2 separate regions of the Sus scrofa genome follow, and region 1 is linked to region 2. A link is a contact called in public promoter capture Hi-C data. All regions are on one chromosome and are shown on one strand. Each heading gives the region's core, a stretch centred on a gene start, on an enhancer-like site or on the middle of the called end of the contact. The rest is flanking DNA. Distances are from core to core; before and after follow the strand shown. Region 1 overlaps STOX1 (storkhead-box protein 1). Region 2 holds the start of STOX1 (storkhead-box protein 1).

Evidence for each region. Promoter capture Hi-C pulls out the DNA fragments that hold promoters and counts their contacts.
Region 1: a contact with region 2 is called in a promoter capture Hi-C map of liver, with 4 times the contacts expected there. The contact joins the enhancer-like site here to the promoter of STOX1 in region 2. A contact is called at or near these places in 1 of 5 promoter capture datasets (liver) and 5 of 47 Hi-C or Micro-C datasets (embryonic fibroblasts, epiblast stem cells, fetal heart ventricle and 2 more).

Annotation. Positions count from the first base shown.
Region 1 is chr14:71,967,700-71,975,106 of Sscrofa11.1, forward strand. STOX1 (storkhead-box protein 1) reads left to right here. Exons shown (of 4, transcript XM_001928627.5): 2 at 6,181-6,333. Among named protein-coding and RNA genes, the nearest start is that of DDX50, 18 kb to the right of the region's middle. Within about 2 kb of position 1,267, at least 15 of the 83 cell types and tissues checked have an H3K27ac peak or open chromatin away from gene starts, as enhancers often do. A contact at or near this core is called in liver, where this site is marked.
Region 2 is chr14:71,923,827-71,930,343 of Sscrofa11.1, forward strand. STOX1 (storkhead-box protein 1) reads left to right here and starts at 3,561. Exons shown (of 4, transcript XM_001928627.5): 1 at 3,561-4,977. The coding sequence starts at 4,668. LOC106508088 (a long non-coding RNA gene) reads right to left here and starts at 4,676. Exons shown (of 3, transcript XR_001304645.2): 1 at 4,589-4,676; 2 at 2,948-3,123; 3 at 1-207.

The sequences.
Region 1 (7,407 bases), core at 17-2,516, 42 kb after region 2:
TGGGCTTTTAAAGAATAATTGTTTTAAAACTCATATAACATAACCCCATATCTTGGAAGATATGAGGAAGATATATATATATATATACACACACCCCAACTGAATCTTTCAGGAATACAGCAGGGTAGCAATAAAAATGTCCTTTACAGAAAGGGTGGCATTATATGTAACAGGTTCTACTTTGTTGGTATTTTTTGAGAAACCAGTCTTTCGGTATAAACACTTCTCCCATTTCTGCAGCACCTAAGAGTATAAGACTGTGTGAAAAGAGAGAACGTTGTTGTGAACTGTTTACTCTGGCCCACAGGCTCTTCTAGCCTTCTGATCCCTGCTTTAGTTCAAGGGTCAGAGGTCCACAGCAGGCCTGCACTTAAGGGTGCCTTTCAATCACTCCATACTTGCTGAGGATAAAGCCAAAGGGCTGGCCTTCTCTTCTTGTGAAATCTAGTTACATCTATAAGGGGGATCTTCTCCACTGAAAGTTTAATTTTTTCGTGGAAAACTGTAAGGGTGACTGCATTCCAAAACCCAAGTGCCAAAGTAACTGAAATAAACTGTGGCTGCAGCTGGAAAATGATTCTTGCTTTTATCACAGATGTTCTCATGTCAGGCAGGCTTCGCTCTCCTTTCCTGCATAAAAGAACTCTTGATGATTTATGCACCTGAAGACGTATCTTAGCAACGGCTGTGAAGAAAATGTACTGAGAAACTTTCTCTAGGCTTTGTCTAGAGGGAGCTCCAAAGCAGAGGTTAAATGCGATTTTAACATGTTCTCTAAAAGACAGTTGTCTTTCTAGTTGGTAGTAGATATGTTTACTCTTTTAAAATAAACATCCCCACACTACAGTAAGAATTATGAATAAAAGTTCTAAAAGTGTCTTTGGATTTGGCAGGCAATGTTAGGACTCTAAGAAAAAGTTGGGATTTTTAAAATGTAAGAAAAAATTCTGTTTCTCATACATTTCCGCTTGTTAATAAAAAGTAGTCTTTTCTGTAAAATCTATTTTCTTTAACTTTTATTTGGAAGTAGTTATAGATATACAGGAGATTGTGAAGAAGTGTACAGGAATAGCCCATGCACCCCTTCCCACAGTTCCATAAAAAATTCAATTTTGACTATTCATTTTCCTATGAAAGAGGAAACAAGCTTAAGGATTGAACTGGAAACAGGCATCTTCAGGTCTAGCCTAAAGGCGTAGTGGGGATCCCTCACTGGACCCTAGGACAGCTTTCTGTTTTCATTTGCATAGAAATGGGCAGCCACCGGCAGGGGGCGCAGCAAGAGCATCAGACATGTACTGAGTTTCTAGCCGCGCTCATCTCGAAAAGTCTCTGGCCTTCACTCCCCCAACTCCAATCTCAAAGTTCCAAGTGACTGGGTTTAAGCTAGGGCTGAGATGAGGCTTGAGTATATATAGTGTGGTTGAGCAAATTCTTTTTAGGTTTTGCCCTTATCTTTCTAGGAGAGGAGAACTTTTCCCTCCTTCTTTTTGAATTAAGGGCTTCTAAGTCCACATCAAGTGGGGACAGGCAATCACATACAAGAAAAAAAGTCACTTAGACTGTCTTGGAAGATGAGGAATAGGGTTTGTTTTAAATTAAGCACATGGAGTTATGTTTAAGAAGCATAAACAAGAGTGAAAGGGCAATTTAATACTGTATTTTGTCAGGTTGAGGAGGGAGATGAAAGAGAAGAAAGTAATCTCAGATGCGGAGGGAAAAAAGAAAAGCAAAGGGGAATGAAGATAAGGAGAAAGGCTTATTACTCTTAGCTCAGAGGTAGAGTTTCTAGGAGGATTTTGAATTTTAGGTTAGTGTTCCCCTCTTAACAATAAGTTTCATAGCATCATCTCTTATCACCACTCTTTGAAATGCTAATTGATTAGCCATTCATCCTAGCTTCTCAGAATGCTATAGGTATCTTGGCATCGCCCAGTAAGACAGCACCAAGCAGGCCAAGAGAAGATCCTTCCCTAGGCTGCCAAAGCAGACAGCAGTTCTGCCCTGTGTTGTGACTTTCCAAGGTCAAAGATGCCCCAACTTGCTAAATAGAGACGCTTAAGGAAACAAGGAAACAGGCCAGTGTGATCTTTAATAACAGCTGCTTATCAGTTTCCTGCTGCAGATACAATGAGTACTATGAGCCTCTGACCAGCTTTGGCTGCAACCTTCACATCCAGCCAGTATATTTAAAAGTAGCCAAACTTTAGCATTGCTATCATTAACACCCTAATGGGCTGCCACTCCAAAGAGCAGACCTCAGACCTGCAGCATGGACATCACCTGGGAGTTTGTTAGAAATGCAGAATCATAGGCTCCGTTTCAGATCTTCTGAATCAGAATCTGCACACTGGCACAATCGCCTAGTGATTCTCATATGCACATTAACGTTTTAGAAGCACTGTTGGCCTCCTAGACTCTTATCCTTTTCTATTCCAGATTGCTACTTCATCTGTAATCAGAAATCACACTTAAATCACCTTGAGACCCAAGGCTCCTGCGTAATCTTTGTATGAATTTTTAAATTTCCTAGCGTGCTCTAAGAGTAACTCCTCAAACTCCCTTTCTACCCTTCACCTCCGCATTTCCGTTTTTTTCCTCCTCCCATTCCTATTTTCTTTCCCCCTAACTTTGCGGAGATCACATGACCTTCTTATGCTAATGTTTTTTTCCTTCTATGCCTTGATATATTTCTGGTCTTCTGCCACCCTCTATTGTCTCAAGTCTCAGATAAATTAATATCCTTCTCATTTTTTTTCTTTTCTTTTCTTCTTTTTTTGACAGGCAAGTAGGATGTATTGGTGAGCGTTAAGGAGGGGACAATGCCGCCAAGGATCTCATGAGTGCAGGGCCCACCATTTGTCCAGGGGGCTGAGATTAGGGATATATTTGACCCCACAGCCATCCGAGATAAGCCGCTTTTCTGCCACCATGTTTTCAAATTCATCTGTGTGGAACTTAGTAAATCCCCACTTCTTAGAGATGTGGATCTTCTGGTGGCCAAGGAACTTGAACTTGGCTCTGCGTAGTGCCTCAATCACATGCTCCTCGTTCTGCAGCTGTCTGGAGCCTGTATTGGGGACAGCATGCCAGTCATGAATGTCTACTGGAAAGGGCTGTCTCCAAGGTCCCTTAGGGCAACCTATACAGGCAACAGGGTGCATACACTACCGGGGCTGCTGTTTGCAGCTATTGCACACCAGGCCCCCATGGGGAAAAGGGCACTGGTCAGCTTAATTGGCTGCAAATATCCTTCTCATTTCTAAGAAAGTTCTTTTACCTGTGCATGTGTTTTTTTCCTCTTTGCCCTCATTTGGGATCTTGCTGTCTGACTGACTTCTCCCTCCCAGAATCATTTTCATCATATCCACTAAGCCCTTTTTGTATCCAAACGTAGAGAGCTCTTTTAAGAAAATCTCAACATACACATACATTCACCTTCATTTGATCATACTCCTTTCTGGGTTGGGTTCTTTTTCTACTCTTTCACAATCAGATTTTTCCAACAAATGGTCTGAGAACAGTGCTTTACAATTAGGGCAGTTTTGACCTCCAACCCTTTCCTTTCAGAGACATTTGGCAATGTCTGGAGACACTTTTGGTTGCTGTAACTGTGGGAGATGCTCTTGGCACCTAGAGGCTGAGGATGCTACTAAATATCCTACAATGCACAAGACAGCCACCCCCACCCCCGCCGCAGGAAATAATTCTCTAGTTAGGGTGATCAACCACCCTGGTTTGCCTTCAGCTTTCTGTTTATAGCACTGAAAACCCTGTGTCCCAGAAAACCCTTCATTCCTGAGTATACTGGGATGATTGGTCACCCTTTATCTGGCCCCCAATGTCAGAAGTACCAAAGATGAGAAATCTTGCTCTAGGGGGAAGACCCATTAACTTCGATTTTTTTCACCCATTCCCTTTCTTTCAATCTGACATTTAATTTCTGTTCTTTCCCATGAAAACAATTCTCTTGAAAGTTTCCAGTGGTCACCTTGTTCCAAGCAAGTAATCCAGTTGCCTCTTCTCCTCCCTCAACTTTTTTGTTCTCTCTTAAACATTGACCCTGTTGATTTGCTGTTCTTTTGGAAATCTTTTTTTCCCCTTCTCATACTCTTGGTTCTCTCTTCCTATCCTCATTACTGTGCCTTCTCTCATTTGTGGATCCCTATTTCTACTATCTCTTAAATATAGATAGTTCCTCATATAACTGTTTCTGACTCTCTCTTTTTTACTCTTTCTGTTAAAAGAATGTATTTCACTCCTTAGCTTCAGCTCTCTCTCTTTTTTTTTTTTTTTTTTTTGTCTTTTTGCCTTTTCTAGGGCTGCTCCTGCAGCATATGGAGATTCCCAAGCTAGGGGTCCAACCGGAGCTGTAGCCACCGGCCTCCACCAGAGCCACAGCAACTCGGGATTCCAGCCACATCTGCAGCCTACACCACAGCTCACGGCAACGCCAGATCCTTAACCCACTGAGCAAGGCTAGGGATGGAACCTGCAGCCTCATGGTTCCTAGTCGGATTGTTAACCACTGCGCCAGGAGGGGAACTCCTCAGCTCTCATCTTTATTGGTTGATTTCCAAATTGCTTTCCTGAGCCTTAGTCCTTCATTTCCAATTAAGTGAGGGGAGTTCCCTTGGATATCCAGCAGAACCTAAAACTCAGCGTGACTAATGGCACATTAAGAAGAACAATTTAATATACTGGCAAAGAGGAAAAACGATACAGACTAGCTTACAATTCCAGCCTTATTTTCCACTTTGGTCTAATACAACCCTTGAGCTCTGTCTAGCCAGGATAACTATCCATGCTCTTATATATCTTCCCTCCTTCCATGATTATGCTCCATGTATTCCTGCAAATTGGAAGTCACTTCCATACTTTCCTTCTTCAAAGCTTCCTTATCACTCTGATTAGGAAAGTGTGGAATGACAAAAATACTGGATTAGGAGTCAGAAGACTTATTTCTCTCTCTCTCTCTTTTTTTTTTTTTTTTTTTTTTTGTCTTTTTAGGGCCACACCCAGGGCACATGAAAGTTCCTAGGCTAGGTTTGAATTAGAGCTGTAGCTGCTGACCTGCACCACAGCTCACAGCAACGCTGCATCCTTAACCCACTGAATAAGGCCAGGGATCAAACCCATGTCCTCTTTCACACTAGTGGGATTCATTACTGCTGAGCCACAATGAAACTCCTCAGAAGACATATTTCTGTCACATTACTTGCTTTTAGGCCTTGGGGACAATTAAATCAGCTTTTTATGGCGTGCACTCTCTCTCTCTCTCTCTGTATATATATATGTATGTATTTTTTTTAAGGGCCACTGCCTTGGCATATGAAGGTTCCCAGGCTAGGGGTTGAATCAGAGCTGTAGCTGCCGGCCTACACCACAGCCACAGCAACACGGGATCCAAGCCTCATCTGTAACCTATACCACGGCTCACAGCAATGCCAGATCCTTAACCCACTGAGAGAGGCCAGGGAATGAACCTGCGTCTTCACAGATACCAATCAGATTCATTTCCACTGAGCCACTATGGGAACTCCTATATTTTAAATAATAATCCTGTCCATGCCTATCTCAGGTAGCTAACATGAAGACAAAGTGCTTTGAAAGATGTGAATTGCTGTATAAGCATTGTCTCACCTGAACTCCATTGGCACTTTGTACCTTTCTCATGGAAACCTACTATCTATTGCTTATCAAGTAGTGACAAATATTAGACTTCTTAAAAGCGGATATCATGATGTAAGCCTTTTTCTTCTGTTGTTTCAATCACAGTTCATTCATGTTAACAGACTGAGTAAAGACTGATGAATAGCAATTTACCTCCCAGTCAGTCTTTATAATTATTCTTGATTCACTAATTCCAATTTTTTTCCCCTTTTTTAGGGCCACTCCCGCGGCATATGGAGGTTCCCAGGCTAGGGGTCCAATTGGAGCTGTAGTCGCTGGCCTACACCAAGCCATAGCAACACGGGATCCGAGCCGCATCTGCGACCTACACCACAGCTCACAGCAACGCCGGCTCCTTAACCCACTGAGCAAGGCCAGGGATTGAACCCACAGCCTCATGGTTCCTAGTTGGATTCGTTAACCACTGCACCACGACAGGAACTCCCTCAAATATTTTATACTAAATCTAATTTATCACCCTTTTTCTTTTCCAAATCTCCAATTTAGGTGATGTCTTTCCAGTGCAGATGAATCCAATAGCTCAATCTCAGTTTATACCTTTGGCTGAAGTTCTTTGCTGTGCTGTATCTGATATGAATGCTGCTCAGATTGTAGCAACACAGGGATCACTATTGGAATATCTGATGAAACATTACCCAGGTAGAGTAACAAGTCTGTTTCTATTAGTTCATTGCATGTGTTTGGTTTCTATTTATAAATGATCTTAAGCACATAAATAGACTGGGTGATACTCAATTTTTTTCTGTTATAGAACCCTATATTAGAGCCCTGCCAGAAAACGGCCTGCATCAACAAATGTGATGAGTATTTCTTTTTTTTTTTTTTTTTTTTTGTCTTTTTAGGGCTGCACCTGCTGCATATGGAGGTTCCGAGGCTGGGGGTCCAATTGGAGCTGTAGCCACTGGTCTACACCACAGCCACAGCAACGCAGGATCCGAGCTGCGTCTTCAACCTACACCACAGCTCACGGCAGTGCCGGATCCTTAACCCACTGAGTGGGGCTAGGGATTGAACCCGCAACCTCATGGTTCCTAGTCGGATTCATGTCCACTGCGCCACGACGGAAACTCCTGAGTATTTCTTTTATTTTCCAGATGAACTTTTTTCAAAAACAATGTTTATGGCAATAAATAAGTCAGACTCTCTAGAAAGGAGAGCAAAGCCAAAAACAAAAGGTTTATCTTCTCCCCCTACCTCCTATTCTTAAATTGCTGCTTCCTAGAGGTGACAGTTTGTCTTGTTATAGTTTCTTATGTTCACATTCATAAATGTATTTGAATATATGTATCTTTTTTGCTTGTTTGTTTTTTGGCCCTGCCTGTGGCATGCAAAAGTTCTCGGGCCAGGGATCAAACCTTCACTATAGCAGTGACCCAAGCCACAACGGTGATAATGCCAGGTCCTTAACCTCAAGGCCACCAGGGAACTCCTATGTATCCTTTTAAAATAACATAAGTTGGATCATTCTATACTTTCTCTTTGCACTTTTCCTTTTTTAACTTAGACATATTTTTAAAATCTTTTTTCATTGTTGTTGTTTTTTCTTTTTTTTCTTTCTTTTTTTTTTTTTTTTTGTCTTTTGTCTTTTTTGTTGTTGTTTTGTTGTTGTTGTTGCTATTTCTTGGGCCGCTCCCGCGGCACATGGAGGTTCCCAGGCTAGGGGTTGAATCGGAGCTGTAGCCACCGGCCTACGCCAGAGCCACAGCAACGGGA
Region 2 (6,517 bases), core at 2,311-4,810:
CAGTTCCTGTGTCTTGTCCCATGAAAGGCCACTGCAATTTTGGAGTCAACGGCAAATTGGATGAACTAAAGAAATCTTCACAAAAATGTAATAATGGGAGAAACCATACATGTGCTCTTAACAGTGACTTTGGAGACAGTCTTTTCTAAGTTGAGATTGTCTGCGTAGGAATTTCAGACCTGATAAGGTGAACAAGAGAGGGATCATCTGGAAATAGGAGAGGAGAAAATTGAAATAAATTGTTGGCAATTATTTACTCTGGAGGAAATAAACTACAGAGCTATCCTATGTCTCAAAATGACTAGAGCTAATCTCTTGATGTCCTGATAGACATTTTTGAACAAATATTTGCACATAGTAAACACAGTGAAAAATAAGCCTCCCTTCTACCCTGTCCTTTGTTCCTCTCTCTGGAGGTAACCTCTGTTATCACCAGCATCTTACGTACCCTTCCAGATTTTCCAGGCACTTGTGAATATATGTGCCTATTATCTCCCTTCCTTCCTCCCCTACCTTATTCTAGCCTTACTATGTAGTTTTCTTTTTTACTTAAAATATATATCTGGGATATTGTCTTGTTTTAGTACAGAAAGTTTCGTCTCAATCTTTTTTTGTGTGTTCGTATGTCTTTTTAGGGCTGCACCTGCGGCATATGGAAGTTCCCGGGCTAGGAGTTGAATCAGAGGTGCAGCCACTGGCCTATGCCACAGCCACAGCAAAATGCTGGATCCTTAACACACTGAGCGAGGCCAGGGATCAAACCTGCATCCTCATGGATAGTGGTCAGGTTCTTAACCTGCTAAGCCACAACGGGAACTACTATCTCGATGTTTTTAATGACTTCACAGCATGCTGTTTGGATTTGTACATAGCGTTAGAATTACTTTGTCCTTTCCCAGGCAAAGAGTCCACTGAAAATAAATAATTAAAAAAAAAAATCCTGGAAATTGCCACGAGGTACAGCTGGTTAAGGGTGTGGTGTTGCCTCAGCGGCAGCACAGGCTGCTACTGAAGAATGGGTTTGGTCCCTGGCCTGGGAACTTCCACATGCCATGGGTGTGGGAAAAACAAAACAAAACAAAAATAAAAAACCTCCATCTTGGAGTTCCAGTCGAGGCTCAGTGGTTAGCGAATCCGACTAGGAACCATGAGGTTGCGGTTTCAATCCCTGGCCTCGCTCAGTGGGTTAAGGATCTGGCATTGCCGTGAGCTGTGGTGTAGGTCGCAGATGCAGCTCGGATCCCACGTTGCTATGGCTATGGTGTAGACTGGCAGCTGCAGCTCCAATTAGACCCCTAGCCTGGGAACTTCCGTATGCTGCAGGAGCAGCCCCAGAAAAGGCAAAAAGACAAAAAAAAAAAAAAAAAAAAAAAAAAAGCAAAAAACGAACAAAAAAAAACCCCTCTTTCTTGAGACTGTAGTTTTTAGTTTGACTACTCTGTGCCTCTTTAAGTGGAGAATAAAAAAATAGGAATTCTAAACTGTTTGTGTCTCATTTGCAGAGATCCCAAAGATGGAATGTCCTAGAGAAGTTCATTCTCTAGTTTTCCTGAATAATACAGGCCATTCCAGTTGGAGGCCTACAGTTTTCCATGTAACTTTTAAGATATGTTCTATTTTGTAAGAGTTTGGAAATATTTGGATGGTAGTTGAACCTTTGGGAAAAAAAGTGACTTTTTTTTTTTTTTAAGGGCCGCACCTGTGGCATATGGAGGTTCCCAGGCTAGGGGTCTAATCAGAGCTGTTGCTGCCAGCCTACGCCAGAGCCACAGCAACACCAGACCCGAGCCGCTTCTGCGACCTACACCACAGCTCATGGCAACGCCGGATCCTTAACCCACTGAGTGAGGCCAGGGACTGAACCTACAACCTCATGGTTCCTAGTCGGATTGTTTCCTCTGCACCACAACAGGAACTCCATGACTTGTTGACTATAGTTGAAATTAAAAAAATTCTTTCTCCTTTCTTTTGTGAATTGGACTAGCTTAAATAAAATCAAGGAAATTTTGAACATCTGAACAAAGTTGTCACAGGTTAAGACAGTTCTACCTCATAATTTCAGGCCATGGGTCTACCTGCTAGCATCCTTGCAGGACAAACCCTGCTAGGAAGGGCCTGATGGTGTATTTCCAGTTCAGGTTCTTGGGACAGAGAATTAAGATCAGGATTTTTCATACCTGGCCACAGGTCCTATGATGGCTCTCCCTCCCTCTAGCCAGGTGTGTGGGCTCTCTGTTTTACCATCTATTAACTCTGTCCCCATGAGTATGCTGCCTCAAAAGAGATTTTTTCTTGTGGAAGATGGGCCTCAATAATATTACCCTTTTCAGACAGTTAATTTGAGGATAAAATTAGACCACACATGTAGAACTCTTAATATAGTTCTAGGAGTTCCCTAGTGGCTCACTGGTTAACAATCCGGACTAGTATCTGTGAGGATGCGGGTTTGATCCTTGGCCTTGCTCAATGGGTTAAGGATCCAGCATTGCTGTGAGCTGTGGTGTAGGCCAGCAGCTGTAAGCCCCTATTCAACCCCTGCCCTGAGAATCTCCATATGCTGCAGTTGCAGCCCCAAAAAGACAAAAGAACAAATATATACACACATATATATATAGTTCTAGGTGCAGAGTGAGCTGAGAATAAGTGAGAATTATCATCATGATTATTATGGAAAAGATGCTGCAGTAGCTGCTAGAGATGTGGGGATAAAAATCATAGTTCCTCTGGTTGGGGAATGCAGGAAAGTCATCCTTGATTCTGCAAGGCAAGTGCCATGATGGAGAGAAATCCATCATGATAGGGGGAGCTTGGCTCTCCCTATATAGGCCATACAGAGGGGAACATTTAATTCATTTGGCCTCTCTGCTATATTTATCCGTCTATCCATTCATCCACCCATATCCCAGAATTCAGATGTGAGAGGGTTGTCTCAGGTTTGCATACTTACTTGAATTGAATCTTGTGTCAGACTTATTTGTCATAGAGAACCCTGCTTTGGCATTTGTCTGACTCCATTCCTTACCATCTGTGTAACCAGGAAATACTTAAAAATTTCTTTCATTTTATTTTAGTTGATTTACATGGGAAATACTTCTCAATCTAATCTCACTTCAGTTTCTTCATCTGCAAAATAAAATAAAAATAGAGATACTAATAGTAGCTAACACTGAGCTGTGCAATTAAGCCCCCCCATATGGTGTTCAATAAGTGTGAGCCAAAACCAAAAAAAAAAAAAAAAAAAAAAAAAAAAAAGGAGTTCCTGTCCTGGCGCAGTGGTTAACGAATCCGACTAGGAACCATGAGGTTGTGGGTTCGATCCCTGCCCTTGCTCAGTGGGTTAAGTATCCGGCGTTGCCGTGAGCTGTGGCGTAGGTCACAAATGTGGCTCAGATCCCACGTTGCTGTGGCTCTGGCGTAGGCCAGTGGCTACAGCTCCGATTAGACCCCTAGCCGGGGAACCTCCATATGCCGCGGGAGCGGCCCAAGAAATGGCAAAAAGACAAAACCAAAAAAAAAAAAAAAAAAAATAAGTGTGAGCGATGGTTATTAACAACATCACCTATCATTAACCGTGATAATGATCCACCAGGGGCAGGGTACAGATCTCAAATTATTGCAGTTGTTATTGACGGCTGATTAACTGAGAGATTCGGAATCTGGAATGATTGCCCAGGTCTTGCCAAGCACCTTTGCTCCCTTATTGTGCTGATTGTATTTCCATTCCTCTCCTTTCCCTGTTCTTTCCTGGAGGAGCTCCCACCCATTGCCACGCTCAGGGCTCTAGCCTTTCTGTTCTTCAGCATCTGAATTGCCCCCTCGTTGTTCAGAGGCGTTGGCTAGAGTCTGATTGTGACAGGTCACAAGTTCCTCTCCCTTCACTCCTGGGGATTCCTTTCGGAATATCCAACCCAACCCAGGGCTGAATCGCAGGATTTCACCACGGCGCCTCGTCAGCCAATCCGGGTTGCGCCTTTGGATGACTTTCTGCCCCTTACCACGTTCAATCTATGGGACATCCCAGGAGCGGGATCAGACCCTAGAACCCCAGAAAATTATGGAAAAGGTCCCAACTCATTTTACAAGGCAGTAAACTCAGATTGGAGAGAGGAAGTAATATGTGTAAACTGAACAGAAGCAGACGGAGACTCAAACTTGGGTCTCTTGACTCCCAGCCTCGATCAGAGCGAGTCTGTCCCTCGAGGCCTCTTTTACTGGGGGAGATCCCAAAGCCAATGCGACAGCGGCCATCTCTGTCCTCTCGGCTCTAAGGAACTCTGGCCATGACCCTCGCACCACAGTTGGAGGCAGCTCCGCACGCCTTGGGCTTGGAAAAAACCCGGTGCGGGCCTTTCACGGGGACGAAAAGTTCCGCGCTGCGGAGAGCTGGAGGAGTGGGTACTGCGCGGGCAGAGCTCTGGCTGGGGTGTGGAGAACCACCTGGGAACTCAGCACCTGGAAACCCTACTGGGCGATTCGCGGATGAGAGCAGTGGCCGTCCCCAGGCCGCGCGTCCCGCCCCACCCCCGGCCAGCCGCGCACCTCGACCCCGCCCCCTGGAGCCCGGTTCCCCCGGCAGCAGCCGCCTTACGCAGTAAGCCGATCCCTCCCGCCGGCCGCTGCGGCGCGTAGCAGTGCGCTAGGCTGCGGGCCCCGGCCGCCGAGGCAGCATGGCCGGGCCGGTGCAACTGACGCCGGGTTCGCTGGCCCTGGTGCTTTGCAGGCTGGAGGCGCAAGAGGCTGCGGGGGGCGCGGAGGAGCCGGGCGGCCGCTCAGTATTCCGCGCCTTTCGGCGCGCCAACGCGCGCTGCTTCTGGAACTTGCGGCTGGCGCGCGCCGCCTCGCGGCTGGCCTTCCAGGGCTGGCTGAGGCGCGGGGTGCTGCTGGTGCACGCGCCTCCCGCCAGCCTGCAGGTGCTTCGCGAAGCCTGGTGCCGCCGGGCGCTGCGCCCGCCACGCGGCTTCCGCATCCGGGCGGTGGGTGAGTGCGGGGCCCGGAGGGGAGGGCCCCCCGCGCGAGTTGCGGGGATAGAGCCATGGCCGCGGGGGCGCGTGCAGCCGAGGGGTCCACTTCAGGGAGCGGGATCCGGCTGTGAGGGTGGTGGGGGTGAGGGGTTGGGAGGACAGATTGAAGGGCTACTTCCTAAGACTTTCCCTCCTGTTGGGACACAAACTTCGGGCCCGCAAGGTATGTCTGGGAACTGCCCTGGGCCATCTGCAGGATGTCTCCATTCAGCTCTTTTTTGTTTTGTTTGTTTTTTGTTGTCTTTTTTTTTTTTGGTCTTTTTGCCATTTCTTGGGCCGCTCCCGCGGCATATGGAGGTTCCCAGGCTAGGGGTCCAATCGGAGCTGTAGCTGCCAGCCTACGCCAGAGCCACAGCAACGCGGGATCCGAGCAGCGTCTGCGACCTACGCCACAGCTCACGGCAACGCTGGATGGTTAACCCACTGAGCAAGGGCAGGGATTGAACCCGCAACCTCATGGTTCCTAGTCGGATTCGTTAACCACTGCACAACGACGGGAACCACTGCACAACGACGGGAACTCTTTCTGCCAGTGGAGTGCACAGGTTTCTGTTCGGAAGAACTTTCTACTTGGAAAAGTGATGTCTAAGGAGAGAGGTTTTTGTTTTGTTTTGTTTTTTATTATTTATTTATTTATTTTTTGTCCTTTTGCCTTTTCAGGGCCGCTTCCCACGGCATATGGAGGTTCCCAGGCTAGGGGTCGAATTGGAGCTGTAGCCGCTGGCCTACACCAGGGCCACAGCAACGCGGGATCCGAGCCACGTCTGCAACCTACACCACAGCTCACGGCAACGCCGGATCATTAACCCACTGAGCAAGGGCAGGGACCGAACCCGCAACCTCATGGTTCCTAGTCGGATTCGTTAACCACTGCGCCACGACGGGAACTCCAAAGGAGAGAGGTTTGAGGCCTGTGGAGTCAGGAGACAGGGGCTCTATCTCGGCTCCAGGGGGGCGCTTAGGAAGGGTACACTAGGGGCTGGCCAGAATCTACCCATTGTGAATTGGCTGCTGCCTTTTTTTTTTTTTTTTTTTTTTTTTTTTTTTAATTGTAGACTTGGAGTGGACAACGGGCCGTGGTTTTCATACCGTGCTGTTCTGTGTGGTGTGGTGGTCTTGGTTCAAGGGCGTAGGGGAAGTTTTGGGGTCATTAACTGCTAGGGAAAAAGAAATAACTAAGATTTCCCCTCGTGGCACAGCAGAAACATCCAACTAGGAACCATGAGGTTTCAGGTTCAATCCCTGGCCTCGCTTAGTGGGTTAAGGATCTGGTGTTGCTGTGAGCTGTGGTGTAGGCCTCAGATGCGGCTGGGATCCTGTGTTGCTGTGGCTGTGGTGTAGGCCGGTGGCTACAGCTCCCATTGGACCCCTAGCTTGAGAAACTTCCATGTGCCTCAGATGTGGCCCTAAAAAGCAAAAATAAATAAATCAATAAATAGCAAGTGGCACTCTGGACCGATCTCATCCCATTAGCTAAATAGAATTCCTCCTTTCCA